Linked DNA regions of Mus musculus: region 2 is linked to region 1. A link is a contact called in public Hi-C data. All regions are on one chromosome and are shown on one strand. The core of a region is the stretch at or near the end of the contact, and the rest is flanking DNA. Distances in the headings are between cores, read along the strand shown.

Region 1 (6,515 bases), core at 2,917-5,416:
GGCTCCTTGCCCTCCATCCTGGCAGTGGGAAAATGAATGGCATGAGCTTGCACACATACTTGGCTGCTTCCTTATTTAGCACATGGTTTACTTTGAAATAGACTCAAAAATGTACCATTATTAGTAAAGCTTGTTAAGTACCAGGGATATAGCTCAGATGGAGGGTATAGTTGATCCATTACATGTTTATGGTGGAGAAAACCTAAAAGAAAATACCCTATCATCAACTCCTGGAATCCCAGTCAAGGTTTTCATCATGATTTTGGACCTTTATATTTGTTGAATGAATTGGTAGATAAGCATTTTGACACTTTTCTGTTGGATAGCTCTTAACAGTTATCCCCTTGGGTGTTTAACCAGCACAGGATGGCAAGTCTGCTTTCTTGGAAGTTTGAGTTCTAGGCTATATCCCTGTGCCCGAGTCCCTTGTCAGGAGAGTGTGAGGAAGTGCCTTTTCCGTTTGCTTTTGCTTAGCCCGGAGTTCAGTTAGCTAGCCTGCTAGGAAGATACCAGAAGAATTAAGTTTCTCAATTGGTTTCTAAGTGGGTTTCAGACAAAGGGAACTTTGAAAAAAATGGAGTCAGATGTACATTACTTCCATAATAACTGGACATCTCAGCATTTGCGGAGAACCAGGTTCTGCTTATTCATTCTCCATTTCTGTGTGTGTTAACCCTTTTCTATCTCCTCCTCCTCCAAGAGGAAATCCTGAGCAGCCTGTTCAGCTAGAAAATCAATGGCTGACAGACTAGTTACCAGACAAGGCTTTGTAAACAGAATCTGTCACAGCAGAAAAATGGAAAGCTCGGGACCTTAGTGAGCCATGCGCACAGAACTAAAATGCTCCGAGCCTTATGGAACCTGCTGGCCATCCTTCCTTTGAGGGCATCTGGGTTTCTTCTCCTGGTGTCAGGAATGTCAAGTAGTACTATAGACACTCACACCTTCTGAGTCACTTTTGCTCACTGCCCCTTTGTCATAAATGTTTTTTAGGAATGGGTTTGATCCTCTGAGTAACATGAAGTCGATAATAGATGAGGAGACTAAGGCAGAGATTGGTGTCTTGCCCAAGAACACAAGAGCTAGAAATCAGCCCTAAACAGTTTGTCTCTGAGCCCATTCCTTCAGAACCAATAAGCTCATAATTATCTTCATTTATAATACTTACTTTTTGCCCTGAGTTCTGGGAAGATCTCACACAGAGCCATGAGTGGATGAAAGTCATTTCTGACAGAGTTGGAAGCCTCTTCGGTGTGCCTCCCTGGCATGTTAGCTCTCCTGTCTTCAGCCAAGGACCACCCATCCACCTTTTCTTTTCTAGTGCCGAGGAATGTAAGCAAGTTTGCTGGGCCTTGAGAGACTTCACCAGGTTGTTTCGATAGCTCAAGCTCACACTCCTGCACTGTGCCTGTCATCCAGGTGAGTTGTGTATACTTCTAGTTCTTTCTGGGCTCTTGGGGAGGTTTGAGACTGGGAATATGTTTAAGGCCCATAGCTCAAATCAAGGAAGAACTTAGTGTTGAGCTATCTCAGCGGCTGAAATACTGAGCGCCTGGATTGTCTCGGGCCAGAGCAAGCTGATCATCAGTGCACCTGGATGCCATTTTCCACCCCCTGGAAGGTAACTGGTGTCGAGTGCATCAAAAAACATCTTCGCACAAATGCTCTGATGTGTGCTTGGGAACAATCAAGTCAGTACTTCTAGCCTCTGCTACTTTGCTGAGAACAATGGCGACCATAATTCCTGACACGTGTCTTCTCAGACAGACTTGCCAGAATCAATATGCAAGCAGTTTATTCTTACTGCTTTTATGATTGAAATGCCAGGGAGATGTTCCTTCGGCTGTCTTCTTATGGCCAACTGTCTCCATGCTGTCCCTTCTGATCTGAAGCAAAGGAGGAAGCTCAGCTATGGAGAGGAGTGCTGACTGGGTGGTAGTGCTTGATGCCTAAGTAAAGAAAGGCAGTTCTCTAAGCCTGCCTTTAACATCTTAAGGAGAATTTATTGTCCTAATAGGCAATGTTCAGAATCTGTGGCACTTACTGGTGGTTTCTGTAATAGGTACATGAATAGGTCAGGGTGATGTTCAGTAGTGCCTTCTTACCACACCCAGAAGTGTACTAAATGCTGGCTCTTTCATGAGTGACATCATCTGAGGGTGTCAGGGTTTGCGTGTAGGCAGCTGTAGATGTTCATAGCTAATGTTCATCAAGCCCTTAACTAAGGTCAGGTACCATTCCTTGTGTGTTAACCAAGAGACTCTGTCTGCAGCTTTCTGTTAACTATACTCATTTACAGAGAAGAAAATTGAAGGTCAAAGATGTTTAACAATTTGTTGCAGTTAGAAACTAGGGTATTCAGGTGTTCTGGTACCAGAATCCTCACTTTTAGCCATTGTAATAGATGACACATCTATGTAGCACTCTACCCATAGAGTCTAGATCAGTGCTTGTTAAACCATTGTCAGTAAACAGAGTGTTCTTTCAGCATTAAATCTTACATGAAAACTCTGTATTTACTAACAGACTAAAGTGGAGCTTTTCAGATGGTTTTGCATTGTGTTGGCTTCCTCCCAACCTTTCCATCATCCTTAGTGTCTGCAGCTCAGCACAGGAGCCATGCTGCAGGCAGTGTTTCAGCGAAGTGAATGCTACCTTGGAGTTGCAAGTTGGAAAAAGCCAGTTTGGTTGTGCTTATTTGTTAACCAGTGTTCTGTAACGGAGTCCACAGCACTACCTCTGAGCTGGCTCTGTCCCTGCTCACCCTGCTCACTCTCCTCTGGAGCTCATTAGACTCTCTCTTCTCTTTTGTCAGGAATGTCTTTTTTTATTAGAAGACAGGAAGAAAACAACCCAGACTGTGTCCCACAATCAGAAACCTCTGTTGTGGCAGAGGGGCCTTCACTACCACCAGACCATCCCGCCACACAGGGAGAGACTTCACCCTCCAAGGCATCCTAAGGAGTCCCTGTTTGGGATGTGAGGGAGAAACAGCGCGGTTTTTAAGGATGGCTGGAGCCTGTCCGACGTGGTGGGAGGGGAACTAGTTTCCTGGTGAACTTCTTTCTAAAAGGAAAAATAATTTAAGAAAAGTTAAAAAAAGAAAGAAAATTTTTAAAAAGGAAAGCTGAGATGACACCAGAACTGAAATATGCACCTGGTAGCAGATGATGCACACACATGATAGACACACACCAGCATGCAGTGCACACACTGAGACACGACAGTGAGACAGACACATTACCTTAGGGAAGCGCGGGGATGCGAGTAGGTAACATAGTTACAGTTGGAATTAAAGAGGTAGGGTCACCTCCTCTGCTCTCCTTCCTTTAAACACAGGTGAATAGAGGAAACACCCCCCCCCCCAACTGTTCACCTTTAGAAATGTCCAGACAAGGAGCCTGGTCTGCTTATATCATGGTTAGGGATGATAGTCCGGACTAGCCAGGGTCAAAGTTGCTTTTAATGTAGAGCCCAACCCTGATCCTATTGAGTTGCTAAGTCCAATCCAGTTCATGGGCCTTTGTCATCAGCCTTGGGGAGAAAAGCCAAAACTGGTGGGTGGAGAGGACAAATATGGATTAAACCTTGCTCTCTCTCTCTTTTAGTGAATTATTCATCCACAAACATGGGGTGGGAAGGGATAAAAAAGAGGGTGAGAGTCTGGAGGGAATGTATTTACAGGGCTACCTGTATTTTGCTAAAAAAAAAAAAAAAGTGTGAAAATTAATTGCCTTCAAGGGCACTGTTCTGTCCTGTGGTGTAGCCATCTTATGAATAAATCAACAGCACCAAAAAAAAAAAAAAAAAAAAAAACCAGAAAAAAGAAAAAAATAAAACCAATTTTTAAAATTTTACCAGTGTTTTTATTTCCCTTCACTACTCGCTGTTCAGCAATGACTTGGCTGATCCACCTATGAAATCAGCTTTCATGGAACCTAAAAGGCGTCTAAGCAGAGAGCTTAAAACGACGTATCTTGTAGGAGTAATCTTGCTCACTGTGTAAAGAGATCCATAAAGGGCTCAGCAGCCCACAGCAAGGCAGGATAGTAAGGTGGGATACCCAGCAGAGAGATAGGAACTTGGAAAGAGTCAGGCCTGAGAGATTAGCCACTGAGATGTGGAGGAAGTTGGACTATGAAACTGAGAAGTGACCAGCTCATGGCAGACATAGAATAGTGTGACTGGGTTAATAAGGGTTACGAGCTTATTGTGGAGTAAGCCTAGCAGATGGCCTAGGCGCTAGTTCATAAATACGTGAGCCTCTGTGTCGGTGGGGAACTGGGTCAGACAGAAAGCAAGCGTTACAAGGAGCTGCTGATTCTGCATCCTGTTGGAAGCCCCTCCTGCTGCATCTCACCTTCCACCCTACCTCAGTGGGAGTGAACTGTGTGTCACACACATGTGCAAGTGCACATAAGCTGAGGACGTGGCTGTTCTGTGCACATTTGCATGGGAGGGAGAGACATGCACACAATGGAAGCCAAAGGAGGGACATTTCTGTGACCTTTACTATTAAATCCACGTAGACCAGGAGGTAAAAACGTAACCAAATATAGGATCTTGGATGGAATCCCGAGTCCCAGAGAGTGGGAGAGAGTTAAAAAAATAACAAAATCCTAGCTAGGAGGTAGTGGCTCACACCTTCAATCCCAGTTCTTGGGAGGCCAGCCTTGTCATTTATAGAGTGAGTTCTAGAACACCAAGTGCTACACAGAGAAAACCTGTCTGAAAAACAAAACAAAATCCAAACAAAGCAAGGAGTTAATATTATATAGTTAGAAATAGTGTGAAGTGTGCAAGAATGTTCTTATTTTAGAAGCTTTCCCAAAACTAAAGTGTTTATTGGAAGGTGACAGCTTCTGCTTTGAGTCAGTCTCGCTAGCTAGCAATGACTTTGACCCAGTTGTCATCGTCATCCTCCCAAGGTGCCGGGAGTCTGTTCATCTGTGTGTGCCCCACATCTGCTGCTGTTTTTATTGACTGTTGACAGCTGGCGCTGCCACTCAAGGCTTCCCACAGAAGCACACATCCTACATCTGAGCGTACATCTCCAACCCTGGTTTTTACTTTTTAAGCTATTGTGTGTGTATGATATGGGGGACACACGCATCTGCGGTTTCCAGAGGTCAAACTCAGGGTGGGGCTTGCATGGCGAGCCTTATGTAGCTGGCCCACCAGTTCCGCTTAACTTTTAAAGTCAACATAGACCATGTAACCATTCGAAAAGCTGCTCATCCTTGCTCAAGAGAGGGAATAGGAATGAGGTAGTATTTTTTACCTGTCGGGTTAACAAAAGTCACATTTGAGAGTATGCTCTATTGGTAAGACATTTCTAAGTATCCCTGGCATTTTTACCAGTACCTACGAAACATAGAAAAGCACTAGCTTTTCATTGCATTATTTTATTACATGTATTTATGATGATATGAGGAGGGGAGTGTGTCACAGCAGGTCAGTTCTACTATGCAGGTTCCTGGGATTGAACCATTAGGCTTGATGGCAAGAGTCTTTACTGGCTGAGCCGTTTCTCTGGCCCTCACTGTGTTATTTTAAGAATGTTGGAAACTCAAATACTCATTAATCAGTAGTCAAAATCGCAACCTGAATCCAATCAACGGTCTGGACTCCAGCAGCATACAAACTATGTCACCCATACAACAGACATACAAAATACAACAGGTGTAATCAGGAGCAGCGCTGTCCCACCACTAATGGAGATAGACGTCCTCTGGCTGCCTTGAACTTACGAGCACTAGATTGTGTGTGACTGCTGGGTACGTGTTCACGTGAATGTGTGTATACACACGTGGAGGCTAGTGTTGGGCAGTCTCCTAAATTCTCTGAGACAAGATAACATACAGCCAGGACCAGTGAGATTCAGGAATTCCCTTGCTCTGCTTCCTAATGACAACATATACCTTAGTGCCCGACCTTTCTTTCTTTTCTCTCTTTTCCTTCCTTCTTCCTTCCTTCCTTCCTTCCTTCCTTCCTTCCTTCCTTTCATTTTATTTATTTATTTTTGTAACGTGGGCTAGGAATCCAAAGTTGGATCTTGGAAGCACATTATTCATCTCTAAGAGCCTCATAAAGTGGATACTTGATAAGACAGTTTTTTTCTTTAGTAGCTGGGGATTTTAGCTCAGTGGTAGATCACAACCTTTGAGCATCCCCCAGGGCAGGGGAGTGGGGAGTGGTTTTAGGAGAATATACATGAAATGCTATTTCTAGTATTTACTTCAAAATAATCACCGTTGGGAGCCTGGACAGGAGCTGCAATGAGAAAGATAGCATTCAGATGATGATCTTTAAAACGGGGACAGAGGCTTTCATACCATTATTTTTCCTTTCTCACAAATGTGTAAAGTCTTCCATCATAAAAAGATAAATGTCCCAGGCATGTTGCCACACATCTTTAACCCCATCACAGGAAGCAGTGGCAGATATATCTCCTGAGTTCAAAACCAGCCTGGTCTACAGGGCAAGCTGCAGGACAGCCAGGGCTGCATAGCAGA
Region 2 (6,515 bases), core at 2,815-5,314, 120 kb before region 1:
TCCTGTACAAAAGAAAATTATGGGGCTGGAGAGATGACTCAGTGGTTAAGAGCACTGACTGCTTTTCCTGAGGACCCCAGGTTCAGTTCCTAGCACCCACATGGCAATTCACAACCATATGAAACTCCAGTCCCAGGGGATCCAATGCCCTCTTCTGGCCTATATGATGCACCAGCACCAGGCACAGTCATGATTCACAGACATATGCGCAGGCAAAACACACATACACATAAAATATAATAAGACTCATTTCTTAATTAATTTACACCCCAAACACTGTCCTACTCCCTTTCCGGTCCCTTCCCCAAACCCTCCCCTTCTTTTCTGAGAGGGTGGTGGTCTCCCCACTCCGGTATTCCCTCACATGGCTGCTTGGCTTTTCTCTCTCCAAGACATGGTGACTCTCCTCTCCTCCCTTGCATCTGTCTCTTGCCTCCAGGGACCCAGAAGACCCATCTATTCCTTTCACCCAGTAATTGGTCCATGGCTTCTTTACTGACAGGTCAAGAACCAACTGGGGAACAGGACAACATCAGAACCACCCCTACACAGGCTTAGCTCACCACCTATGCACAGGATGGTTCTGGTAGAGGAAAAGTCCCGAACATTCATAGAGACAAGTTTTTATAGAAAGGAGCAAGCCAGGGGTGAGTGTTCCTAGCCTGGCAAGCATCTAATCGGTGAGCTACTATGGCCTTTAGCATAATTGGCTGGTGTTGGGAGCCAAACCATAAACTTAACTTCTGATCTCTTCCTGACTGGTGGTTGTTAGGCAGAGGGTGAGCTTGTTGGGGTTAGCCTAGAAACTGGAGCTAGGCTCAGCTTTTTTGTTAGTTTACTTGAGTTTAAATTCAGGTCAGGTTCTCTAAGATGGAGTTTGAAGCCCAAAATTTTGGTCTCTTACTTTAACACCCACACTTCAATCCAAAATGTGGACTCTCCTTTAATCCTAACGAGGTCACTAACTTGGTTTCATTCTGAAGGGGAGTCACTAATTTTGTTTTCTTTGGTCTTGAAGAAGGAGAGCGACTAGGTAAATCCAGGCTAGTATAAGTACTTAAGTGGATAGATAGCATTCATGCATGCATTGTTGATCAGGAGTCAGACCCAAAGTTTAAGAAGCCAATTAGAGAGCTACAGGGTAGAGAGACTAGACTCTTGTCTCTCCTATTGCCCATTTGGCGCCTACAGCCTCAAGTGAAAAGCCAATGCTTTTTTTGTTTTGTTTTTTGTTTTTTGAGACAGGGTTTCTCTGTATAGCCTTGGCTGTCCTGGAACTCACTCTGTAGACCAGGCTGGCCTCAAACTCAGAAATCCGCCTACCTCTGCCTCCCGAGTGCTGGGATTAAAGGCGTGCACCACCACGCCTGGCGTAACCAATGCTTTTAACGAATGTAGCCTCTAAGTGCCTAGTTAGAGCACATTTTGCACATGGGATAGATATTAACTTTGGGGTCCAAAGAATGGACTAAAGTGAGTTGAATCATGCTTACTTAAAACTAATGTTTAAGTGGAACCCCAAAACGTGGCTCTACTGGGACTAGGGTCAAAGCATGAGGGTCTATGATTAGGATCTGTTCTAAGTCAATGTCTGGGTCCTCACAAAAGAAAGGACACCTAGAGACTCAGATTTGTGGGAAGAATGCCATGTGACAATGAAGATAGACACTAAAGTTAGTGAGGGATCTACAGGCTAGGGAACACCAAGGAGGGCCCATACTACTAGAAGACAGACATAGGACAAACAGTGCTTTGGTATGAGCTTTAAAAGTCACCTGTAGCCGGGCGTGGTGGTGCACTTGGGAGGCAGAGGCAGGTGGATTTCTGAGTTCGAGGCCAGCCTGGTTTACAGAGTGAGTTCCAGGACAGCCAGAGCTATACAGAGAAACCCTGTCTCGAAAAACCAAAAAAAAAAAAAAAAGTCACTGTATTGCCAGCCATGATAGTGCATACCTTTAATCCCAGCAATTGGGAAGCAGAAGTAGGCAGATCTCTGTGAGTTCAAGGCCAGCCTGTTCTTCAAAGCAAATCCAGGACAGCCAGGGCTACACAGGGAAACGCTGTCTTGAAAACAAACAAACAAACAAACAAACAAAGGCACCTATATCTGACTTTTGTGGCTCTGACACATACTTGAGAAAAGCAATTTAAAGGGAGAGAGTTTATCTTGGGCGATGGTTTCAGAGGTTTCAAGTCCATGTTCAACTGGCTCCAGTGTTTCTAGCCTATGGTAAGGCAGACTAGCAGCAAAAAGGAATGGTCTATCTGACAACTCATTTCTCGGTGGCTAGGAAGCAGAGTAGGGGGTGAGACAAGGTATATCCTTCCAGGTGATATACCTTGGCTTCATGGACCTGCTTCTACTATCAGAGCCCTGGCTCCCAATAATACCACTGTATTACATGAAGGGATTAATCCACTGACTCAGAGCTTCAGGAAATCACCTCACCCAAATGGAAGCAGCTGGCCTTAACATATGACCCTTCAGGGGACATTCCAGGTTCAAACCAGAGGAGAACAATTTCCTCCCATTCAATGGACCCTAGGGCCAGTGATTTAACAAGCAGAGGGCGTGTGAATTGGACCAATGGTCATGGTGTTCATGAATCGTCTAACAGACATGAGTGAGGAACGTAGCTCAGGCACTACCCACATCTATATTTTAATTGTTAGTCCAGCAGACCATGGTAGTTCACATCAGCACTTAGGCCATAAAAGAAAGAAGATCAGAAGTTCAAGGGCACACACCCTGGGCTACATAGGGAGTTGGAGGACAGACTGAGCTACAGGAGACCCTGACTCAAAATATAAAAGGAAACAAAATCAGTCTTCTAATAATTCTAAGGTACAAAGGTTTAGTGTATCCCGCACTTGCCGAGCATGCATGAAACCCTGGGTTTGAGCCCACTGTCACAGACAAAAATGTTTGTGATAACAATTCTCATGCCAAGCTAGGGTTGAGAGCTACCTGCTGGGCACGTGCATGGTGCTATTACTTTCCTGGGGCCACCTTCTCAGCTAAGTCTGCTATGAAATCAGTAAGCTTTGCCTTCCTGGAAATTTGCATACAGGTCACTTTTGGAGCTAGATAATGAAGTTCCATGGAAAGAAGGCTCACTCTTGCCTTGCTGGGCAAAAGGATGTTTACCGGGGTCCTTTTTAAAATAATCCCCCACAGCCCCATCCAGCAGAGGGATTCATTCTGGTTACAGGAGGGGCACAAGCCAGTTCAGAGTTTCCTTGTGGGGCTGGAAAACAGAAATTCTTCTGATTTTCCTTGTCCCTAAAGTAAAGCATTTAGAGGGGGGAAAGTACATTAAGAGAAAACTTGAGGGCTGGAGAGATAGCTCAGTGGTTAAGAGCACTGACTGCGGGGCTGGTGAGATGGCTCAGTGGGTAAGAGCACCCGACTGCTCTTCCAAAGGTCCAAAGTTCAAATCCCAGCAACCACATGGTGGCTCACAACCATCCGTAACGAGATTTGACTCCCTCTTCTGGAATGTCTGAAGACAGCTACAATGTACTTACATATAATAAATAAATAAATCTTTAAAAAAAAAAAAAAGAGCACTGACTGCTCTTCCAGAGGTCCTGAGTTCAAATCCCAGCCACCACAGGGTGGCTCACAACCATCTGTCATGGGATCCAACACACTATTCTGGTGTATATCAGAAGACAGCTGCAGTGTACTCATATAAATAATAAATAAATAAATAAATAAATATATAAAAAAAAAGAGTAAACTTGAAATTGCAGAGTCTTTGGTGCAGTGCTGGGCCAGGGGATGGGAGGTGGGGATGGGATTTTGTGAACTTGGGCCTGGGGCTGGAGAAAGGGGAGGGTGAAGGGAAGGGGAGGGGAGGGGAGAGGGAGGGGGAACAGAGCTTCCCTGTAGGTTCAGATTGTTGCTTCAGGTTGGCTGTTCCTACTGGAATTCACCTTTAGAAAGAGGCTTTCTTCCAGCGCTGTTAGTGAAGCGAAGCGAATGCAGAGTGTCTGTAAGGCCTTTCCTTTCCTTTCCGCATGGCTGGGAACTGCAGCGAGTTACTGAGTAACTGACTACGAAGTTAATGTGCCTCAAAGGCCTTTACAGGAGCAGCAGCAGTTTAAAAGCTCTAACGAGGCAGTTAGCCCAAGGCCAAAAACTGGGAGAACCTCGATCCTGGCCTAAAAGATGCCGCCGCAGGGCAGAGAGAAACCAGTCCAATGGATAGAATGCAGCGAGCAGATGAATGAGAAAAATAGGGGTGGGGGTTGGTACAACTTTTAACCTGCCTCCAGTTGCCTCCCTGTAATGGGACTGAGCTGCTGGTGACCCACTTGGACAGGATACAATCAACTTTGTCCCTCTAGTCTGGTATCTATCAGCACAGACTCCTTTCTTTCTTCCTTCCTTTCCTTCCTTCCTTCCTTCCTTTCTTTCTTTCTTTCTTTCTTTCTTTCTTTCTTTCTTTCTTTCTTTCTTTCTTTCTTTGAGACAGGGTGTATGTACCTTTGGCTGTCCTAAACTCACTATGTAGACCAGGCTGGCCTTGAACTCACAAAGATCTGCCTGCCTCTGCTTCCCAAGTGCTGGGACTAAAGGCATGTGCCACTATGTCATGTTATTGAAGAGGTCAGCTCAGCCATTAGAAAATTCCATCGGACATACACACACACACACACACACACACACACACACACACACACACTCACACACACCTTCCTGGAAGAGACAGGTCAGAGAGCACATAGGCCAGAAGGGAGATGTTGAGTAAGCCCCTACTACCTCATTCCCTAAAGACCAATCAGTTTAAAGCACTGATCCACCAATCATATTTTGCCTAGTTGCTGATGCTTTATTCTATCCCTGGAAACCATATAAAAACTTGCCAGAACTTGCCTCCTCTCCTTCAGGTGTGGGCTAACCCCAGTGCATTGGAACAATAAATTCCTCTTGCTTTTTGCATCGATTCTGGCTCTGCATCGTTCACTCAGGGGGTCCCGGGTAAGCTAAGGCTCTTCAGAGTCTTATATAAGCACAGAGTCTTAAACATAGAAGAGTATAAAAAAGAGAGACTATAATTCTCTAGTTCCTCTTATTTTCTGCATCAAACACATCCAGAGATACACTGCTAATTATGTCTCCTCTGAAAACATTCTCACTGAAGCCTTCCCTATTCTCCTGCTTCCGCTGGGAGTTTGGGGTGTCTCAGCTCAGCACTGAAACCCCTCTCTTCTGCACTGATTTGGCTCTATTCGGTGTATTTGCTCTCTTTCATGAGATACAGTCATTTCTTACCATGCTTTATATCTGCATGAGCTGTGAATGGCGCCATATTGGACACACAGGAATTAATACAGTTGCATCTGGTCTTCTTTTACAGGCTCACTTCCCCGTCCCCTCCGCTCCCACCATGTCTTCCTACTTACCGTTCCAGGAACTCAGCCTCCATATCTTCATATTTCACCTTCTCTTCCACTGTCCTTTTCTAGAATTCCTTCCTCCTGTTACTTTCAGACATGCTACTTCACCCTGGCCTCTCCATGGGCTGGCTGGAAGCTCTGGGAAGGCAGGACTGGGGACATTTTCCCCCTCCCTAACCTGATGACACACATTGGACCCAGCAGGGGTTCAATCAGGGCTTTCTCAGTTAACAAATGAGTTGCCAAGGTTTTGCCAAAGTGACTTCTGGTCTCTATCACACAGCATCTCAGTGTGGCTTTTGGTTTAGTTTTCAAGACAGGTCTAAGACCAGCTTAGGCCACAAAGAACACTTAAGGCCTGCACAATTTAGTGAGAGCCCATCTCAAAATGAAGAGCAAAACAGAGGCTGGAAATACTGCTCCGGTAAAGGGCTTGCCTAGTGAGTGCCACAGGCTCTGGCTTGAGTACAGAGGAGGGGGCGCTGAAGAGGAGGGTGGTGTTCTGGGGGAGACATTTCTCCTCTACTGTGTTACCTCTTACCCTACCTGGAGACAATGTCAAATGTCAAGTGGTTAAAGGTTACTTGTTCTGTCCTCCTGGTGCACCTCCTTTCTCTTTTCTCTCCTGGGTTGCAGTTTATGGAGCAAATGTTCTACATTTCCAGGAGGGCGGAAAGAGAACTTGATCAATCAGTAACCAGGATGGAAAACTCAAATACTTACAGAAGCCAAAGGAAACAATCTGAGTTGCCTGGGTAGGAACAAAGTGACCAGACCCTATTACAGGGCAGCTACTTCCTTGCTAAGGCAGGTCACTCACAGGGATGGTGGCCCAGGCTCACTTGATCTTATTTTTTTTTTTTTTTTTTTTTTTAAGATTTATTTATTTATTTATTTATTGTAAGTACACTGTAGCTGTCCTCAGACACTCCAGAAGAGGGAGTCAGATCTCGTTACGGATGGTTGTGAGCCACCATGTGGTTGCTGGGATTTGAACTCCTGACCTTTGGAAGAGCAGTCGGGTGCTCTTACCCACTGAGCCATCTCACCAGCCCTCACTTGATCTTATGTTCTGCATAACCAGCCTTCTTCTTTTAAAACTGGAGTGG

The links. A called contact is a pair of places that touch in the nucleus more often than the background predicts.
Region 2: a Hi-C map of liver shows a contact between it and region 1, with 4 times the contacts expected there. The contact joins two enhancer-like sites. A contact is called at or near these places in 1 of 15 datasets of contacts at CTCF or cohesin (large pre-B cells), 8 of 484 Hi-C or Micro-C datasets (differentiating spermatogonia, embryonic stem cells, germline stem cells and 3 more), 4 of 115 datasets of contacts at active chromatin or transcription factors (bone marrow-derived dendritic cells and embryonic stem cells) and 4 of 9 other capture datasets (adipose tissue, embryonic stem cells, liver and 1 more).

What each region holds. Positions count from the first base shown.
Region 1 is chr6:29,538,167-29,544,681 of GRCm38.p6, reverse strand. It overlaps Tnpo3 (transportin 3), which reads left to right. Exons shown (of 23, transcript NM_177296.5): 22 at 1,322-1,419; 23 at 2,816-3,855. The coding sequence ends at 1,382. It also overlaps a transcript of Irf5 not described here. Among named protein-coding and RNA genes, the nearest start is that of Irf5, 15 kb to the right of the region's middle. Within about 2 kb of position 4,166, at least 12 of the 459 cell types and tissues checked have an H3K27ac peak or open chromatin away from gene starts, as enhancers often do. A contact at or near this core is called in liver, where this site is marked.
Region 2 is chr6:29,658,405-29,664,919 of GRCm38.p6, reverse strand. No RefSeq gene overlaps it. Among named protein-coding and RNA genes, the nearest start is that of Gm30896, 14 kb to the left of the region's middle. Within about 2 kb of position 4,064, at least 19 of the 459 cell types and tissues checked have an H3K27ac peak or open chromatin away from gene starts, as enhancers often do. A contact at or near this core is called in liver, where this site is marked.